Regions from separate parts of the Oryctolagus cuniculus genome. Here region 2 is linked to region 1. Evidence: chromatin contacts called from public Micro-C data. All regions are on one chromosome and are shown on one strand. Each heading gives the region's core, a stretch centred on a gene start, on an enhancer-like site or on the middle of the called end of the contact. The rest is flanking DNA. Distances are from core to core; before and after follow the strand shown.

What was found. A called contact is a pair of places that touch in the nucleus more often than the background predicts.
Region 2: a Micro-C map of ear pinna shows a contact between it and region 1, with 8 times the contacts expected there. The contact joins the promoter of GCC1 here to the promoter of ZNF800 in region 1. A contact is called at or near these places in 2 of 6 Hi-C or Micro-C datasets (ear pinna and an unstated tissue).

The regions. Positions count from the first base shown.
Region 1 is chr3:163,845,849-163,849,343 of mOryCun1.1, forward strand. It overlaps ZNF800 (zinc finger protein 800), which reads right to left and starts at 1,657. Exons shown (of 4, transcript NM_001171278.1): 1 at 1,597-1,657. The coding sequence starts at 1,657.
Region 2 is chr3:164,052,149-164,055,383 of mOryCun1.1, forward strand. GCC1 (GRIP and coiled-coil domain containing 1) reads right to left here and starts at 1,962. Exons shown (of 2, transcript NM_001171279.1): 1 at 931-1,962; 2 at 1-96. The coding sequence starts at 1,962.

The DNA of each region.
Region 1 (3,495 bases), core at 407-2,906:
ACACATGAAAAAGTTCAGCTCCAGAAAACACCTTTTTTTAAAAAGAGGTTGAAGTCTAGAAAACTTTTATTATTATTAGAATACACTAAATAAAACATGGCCACAAACTATCTTTGCAGCTTTGTCTTCCTACTCAAGTTTTATGAGGAAAGAACCTTATCTGTCTTACTGGCCTCTTATATTCCATTGCTTTAGACAACGGCTGGCACCCAATATGTATTCAATAGTAGGGCACCCAATATGTATTCAATAGTAATCTGTTTAAGAAATGAAAACACAAATAAACTTCTTCCTAAATAAGACTATTTTCTAATCAATTCAACCTCAGTGACTTCAAAGTGTTTTTAAGGAAAAAAAATGGAATAACAGCGGAACGTAAAATATAAAAGGGCATCCATCCACAACTTCATACTTCAAAACTAGCAAGCCTCATTCAACATTCAGTGAAACTAAGTGATCTATCTTCACTTCAAATATACAAAATACGCAATGTAAACAGCTACTGAAAGTTAGGTCAAGGGCAGATGAATGCAAATTGGATCACATCCTAGGACTGCCTGTTTTATTAGTGCAGGTGAGTTGCTACTAATCTCAGCAAAGCATAATAGAGATAGACTGAGGTATAAATTTTACTCACACATGTACCCAAGTTTTCTGAAAAGGTAAATTCCTCCCTTTCTCTGATACTATTTTCCCATTAATCATAATTCCCATTAAAAGGAACCCTACTGGGATAAAATCCAAGTACATAAGTGTAATGAGAAAACAAAAAATAAGCAAAAACATTAAAAAAAAACAGAGAAAATATTTAGGTGCAAAATAGTGATATGCACCTACTTTTAAAGTAGACTGAGATGGCCTGTGTTTGATTTAGTGACTGCATGTATATAACGAACCCTTTTAAAGTTGTACCTCTGGATGTGTGTCACAAAACACATCAACATTCTAAGTAGAAAAACTGTCAAGAGTCTATCACTAATCAAATTAGAGTCTGCTCATACTTTTCCCTTCCATAAACTCAACTGGGGAAGGAAAAAAAAAAGTGCCATTGAATAAAGACCTTTAAAATGCTTCTGTACTCAATCTAAATAGTGAGGAGTTTTTCCCATTATTTTGCAATACAGTATGTTCTGTCCAGGAATTTGTATTTTTAAAGGTTGCACTTAGCAAAACCTGAGGCCCCGGAAGAGTTCCACGAACGTGTTCACCCAAAAGTCCTGTTTAGACTTTCAGCATCAGAACCTCTCACTTCAGCTGCAAGGGAACAATTTTCACCAAGACGAACGCTGGCGTCCCACTACCAAAGCCTGCCCTCCTCTTGGGTTTTAAATATTCACGGGGCGCAGGAGTATACTGCAGGCCTGAGCGGCTGATCTCGTGGAAATGATTGGGGGTGACACTTGCAGGAGTTCCTTTAAGGGATCAGGCAGGGGAGATCTCGTCCGTACAAGCTTTTAGCTTCATCACTGGTTTTACGCTGGGGAAAATTACAGCCTGCCCTGCTTCAGGAGCGATTCTTGGGCAGGAGGAAAAGGAAACCCTAAGGTGAAAAGGAGAAGGCAGAGCGGCTGCGACCGAGAGCGAGGAGGGGCATACCTGGTTCACAGCATCCGTGGTGATGGTGGTCAGTCTGACAGTATTTGTCCCTTAAAGGCATTTTCAGTGGGTGCGACCTACTTTCCTTTCACTGGGAGAAGCTCTTCATCGCGCCTTGCCTGCGGAAAGCAGCACAAACTCGTCACGCACCCTGAACTTCCCAGGGGGGCTCCGGCTGCACTTCCCACACGCGGTCCCCCAGCACCCGCCTCCCCTTCGCCTTCAGCGTCGCGCGCGTTCCTCCCGAAACGAAAGCAGCAGGGCGCACGATCCCTTCCTCCAGCCCCCGACTCCTCGCACAGGTTCCTCGCCCTACCCGGAAACGCAGCCGCGGGCGCGCAGCGCAGCGCACGGCCAAGGCCTGGCCGGCGGGCGCGGGCGGCGGCGGCGGCGGCGGCGGCCTCGCCGTCCCGGGCGGGCCGGCGCGCGGCGAGGGGCCCTCGGGGCGCGGCGGGCACGGCCGGGCTGCGGGGCTCCGGGCCGGCCAGGGCTCCGCTCCCGCGCGCGGCCGGCCCCCCGGCCGGCCCACCCCGCGTCCTCCCGCCACGCACGTGCGTTGGGGTCTCCTCGGCGGGACCCCGGTCCCCAAAGCCCAAGTGCGCCCAACTTACTTAACTCCTAGGGCGGGCCGGCGGAAGGCAGGCGGGCAGGCCGGACGGCCACCGGGACAGCCTGGCGCGGGAGGCGGCCGCTGGCCCCACCTGGCGCAGCCCCCCTCGGACCGCGCGAAGGGAAGCGGGGTTCGGGCCGACGCGCTCCCAAAGAGTCCCCGCCGGCGCTGAGGCGGAAGCGCCGCAGCTCACCAGCGGCGGCGGCGGCGGCGGCTCACGGCGTCCCTCCGCGCTGTGGGGCGGCCGGGCGGGCGGCGCGCGGGCGCGGGCAGTTGACAGGAGGAACCGCCTGGCAGCCGCAGCGGCGGCCGCCGAAGGAGCCGGAGCCGGAGCGGGCGGGACCCGAGGCGCCCCTCGCCGGGGCAACGGCTGCCGCCGCCGCAGCCCGGCTCCTCCCAGCGCCGCTCCACCTGCAACGGTCCCTCAGGCTTTTGGAGAGGGCGGAGAAGAACGGGGGTCTCCCCCCACCGTGGGCTTTTTGGTAGTAGTTGTTGTTTCAGGAAACTTTTATTAAGTCGGTCTCTCTCTCTCTCTCTCTCTCGTCTCCCCCTCCCCGGAGAGCCTGAGCTGCCGCCGCGGAGCGGGTAGGAAGGGGGAAGCAGAGACTGTACGGCAGCGACAGGGAGCGACTGACTGACCCCGGACGGAGATGGGGCGAGGGCAGGAAGTGACAAGCTCGGCAGTGGGTGGGGGGAGTGTGGCCGGCGCGCCCGGGAGCGCCGCGCGCATGCGCCCGGCCGGGCAGGGGAGGGCGCCGGCCGCTCGGCCGCCCGCGCTCCCGCCCGCCTGCGCGCCCGCCGGCCGGCCGACGCGGACGGTGGCTGTCGCCGCTCGGCCCGGGGTGGAAGTGCGCGGCGGAGACCCGTTAGGAGAAGAGGTCGGGCAGCCGCGGGACGGGAGGCGTGAGTAAGCGGCGATCCGGCAAAAAAAAAAAAAAGGCCTGTGGAAGTGGCAAAGTTGAACTTTTTTTTTTTTTTCTCTTCCCCCCCCTGGCCGACGCGTTTCGAAGTTTGCCTTCCGGAAGTTACGGGGTTCTTTTTTCTCAGGCCCCTGTCCCGGGAGGGAAAGGAAAAACAGCGATGTTGGGGAGCAGGCGGGTGTGTGGCCAGTGGCTCGCAGCCGCGCTTTGAGCCTGGGAGCGCCGTGGGGGTCACGTGGGCCGGGCGCGCTTTCCCTCCGGTCCGGCGTCCGCGTCGTGCGTGGAAAATCCCCACGCGTGGCAGTCGCAGCCAGGTGTGCGCCCCCGGGGGCGGCCGCATCAAGCTAGTGGGTGTAGAACTGCGCGCGG
Region 2 (3,235 bases), core at 712-3,211, 210 kb after region 1:
CAGCTCAGACACCTCAGATATCTGATTCTCCAGGGACGCCACCCTCTGCTCTTCCACCTGAGACTGCTGGCGGAGCTGATCTTCCGCAAGGGCTGTCTGCCAAAGACAAGACCAGAATACGGTCAGAAAAGTCACAAAGCCCCATGGCAAACTTTGTGTGCGTGTGTCCGGGGAGGAGGGCGACCGAGGGGAGCGTTTGGGGATTTTTCCGTTGATGCAGGATCCAACAGAAGTTCCTCTACCTGCTTGGGTTCTGCCCCCAAATACATATCATCTCAAACGATATGAAGCACCTCTGCACACCTGCTGTCACTCTGCTTTAGCGCTTCCACTTTCTCCTATCAGCTCACACCCAGCTTTGCTGTCTATCATATGTCACCTCACCCCGAACCCTATCATGAAATTACAGGACTTTGCTTTTCTCTTTCTCTATTCCTGGAAGTACAAAACTGAGTTGGATCTCCCTCCACCTGGACAGCAGACACTGTCATGACAGACAAACCTTGACAGAAAGCAATTACCATGGTTTATTTCTTCTGGGAAAATCCCTCTAGCTGCCTTCAGCTACCCTGCCCATGGGTACACAGCTACAGGCACACACTCGCTCTTTCACTGCACAGCGGCCGCTCGATGGCAGCTCGGAGAGCAGCTGGTACAGTGCCAACGCCCAGCAGCTCAGAGGGGCCTGGCTCCGACCCAGCCTAGGCTCGGAAACTCCACATCCTGTTGCAAGCACACTCCCAGGAGCTGGTCAACACCACCGCAGGAAAGGCTTTTCCAGGGCTCCCTGGTGCAACTTTTCAAGTAGCAGCAAAAATGACAGTGCAGCCACTTAGTTCTAAGTACCAAAGGAGGAGGGAAAAACAAAACCCCTCTTATCTCGCACTTCAAGCGAAATGACGGATATGTGAAGGAGATGAGGATAATTACCTTTCTCATTTCCTGCTGCAGCTGAGCCTGGAAATGGCTCTTGAGGCGAGCGGCCTCTTCCTGAAGCTCTTGGAGCCGGGGGTCCGGTCGATTCTTCTCCTCTCGGATGGCCTGCAGTTCACCTTTCAGCTCCTCCACCTGCCGGCTCAGCTGCTTGGTCTGCAGTTCGAAGCCTTCCATCTGCTCGGCTGCATAGGCCCGCCCGGCCAGGGCTTCCCGCGTCTCTTCCAGCCGAAGCTCCAGGTCCTGACGCTGGGTCCTCTCCTCCTGCAGCAGCTTCTGGAGCTCCCGGAGCATCAGGGCATGGTCACTCTGCTCCTGGGCCCTATCATGCTGCTGCGTGATCAGCCGGGCTTTGGTTTCGGCTATCTGCTCCTGCAGCCCCTTCAATTCTCCCTCCAGGCGGCCCCTCTCCTCTTCCGCCTTCTTATTGGCATCCTCTAGGTCCTGTTTCATCTTCTTCTTGTCGGCCAGGTAAGAAGCCTCCATGCGGGACTTCTCCTGGGTGACTGTAGCCAAAGAGCTGGTCAAAGTAGCCAGCTGAGTCTTCAGCTGGTGCAACCTCTTGTCCACCTCCCCACCTGCAAACGGCCCATCCCCACTGCTGCTGCTAACGCCGCTCTCCGACCCACTGGCCTCTTCCGACTTCGCAGGCGGTGGTCCGCGGGCCGGTCTGTCATCTTCTACCCCAAACTCACCCTTGATGCTGCTCAGACTGGCCGCAGTGTCCAGGCTGGTGGCGGTGCCGGTGCTATCCTCGCTGTGAGTGGAGCACCGGTCATCCACAGAGTCAGAGAAGGTGAGGCCTGGAGGCTGGACACCTGCGAGGCCCACATCCGCCTCGTGGGATACCGACAGCACCTTGATGCTGGCCTCCAGCGCCTCCTTCTCCTTCAGCAAGCTTTTGTAGGCGCGGACCACGTCCTTGAGCCTGGCCTGGTACTGGAGGAGCTGCTTCTTCTGAGACTCGATGGTTTCCAGCAGGTCCTTCTTGCTCGGGCCGCCCCCAAAATTCATCCCAAACTTCTCCATGGGGGCTGTGACCGAGCTGCTCCACGTCAGCGTTCCAGCAGTCCAGGAGAGCGACGCGACTACGCGGGCGGAGCCAGCAGGCGACGAGGAAAAGGTTGTCCCGCCGCGGCCGCACAGCTGCTCCACAGAGGTGTCCAAGCCCGGATGCGGGGTGGCGGGGCCGCCGGACAGAGGCCAGGGGGGCGGGAGCGGGTCCGCTCCTGGAGGCGGGGCGACGCTGGCGCGACAGGAGCTCCCGGCCTGGGAGCGCCCGCGCTAGCCTCGAAGCTGCTCCGCCCTCTCCGCTCCTCCGGGCCTCATCGGCCCGGCCCCGGCCGGCCCCCTCGGCCCACAGTTGGCTACAGGTTTACGCCGCGGGTGGCTCCATCTCGACTTCTTAACTACCGCAACCGGCCGACCACAGAGCTTCCGGGTCCGCAGGAAGTGACGCCAGCGCGTCGCCCTAGGCTCCGCCCCTACCGGCCGCGAGGTGGGCGGGGCTCCTTTAACTGGGGCTGCGGAGAAGTGCTGCCGGGAACCTCGGGGGCCGGGGCTTGCGGAGAGCGAAGGAAAGGAAGTTGAGGACCAGCGAGCGCAGTTGGTTTGCCCTTGGGCTGCGATCCGCGACCGACAGGGGGCGACGTTGCACTGCATTCTTAACAAACACTCCAGTGACCCATGCGTCCAGCCACAAGGACTTGGGGCTCAGGACCTGTGTCCCTAAAGGCCAACAATAAATGTTCCCATTAGGGCTATGAACACTGCAGCCCTTCCTAACACGGCACTTGGCACCTAGCTGGCTTATGGAATGCACATGGCACCTTACCATAGTTCCGTTGAGTTTAGTCAACGAATATTGATAGAGGACACCTTGCCGCCATGAGGTTCATCCTGAATGCGAACTATACGCCGGGAACCTCACAAGAAAATTGTTATTTAGGGGCGGGCATTGGGGCACAGAAGCTTAAGCGGACGCTTGGGATACCCGCATCCACTATGTGAGTGCAGGTTGAGTCCCCGCTTCTTCGCTTACCACCCAGTTTCCTGCTAATGCCCTTCTGGGAGGCAGCAGAAGGTAGCCCAGGTCGCTGGGTCCCTGAGACCTGGGTAAGAGTTCCTGGCTCCTGGCTTTGGTCTGACTGGTTCCTGGCTGTTGCAGGCATTTGGGGAGTGAAGCAGCAGATGGAAAAATCTTTCCCTTCTCTGTCTCTCCCTCTAGGTCACTTTGCCTTTCGAAGGAAGGAAGGCAGGAAGCAGGATTTTGCTATTTATTCTCCTGTGCAGATACATTAGC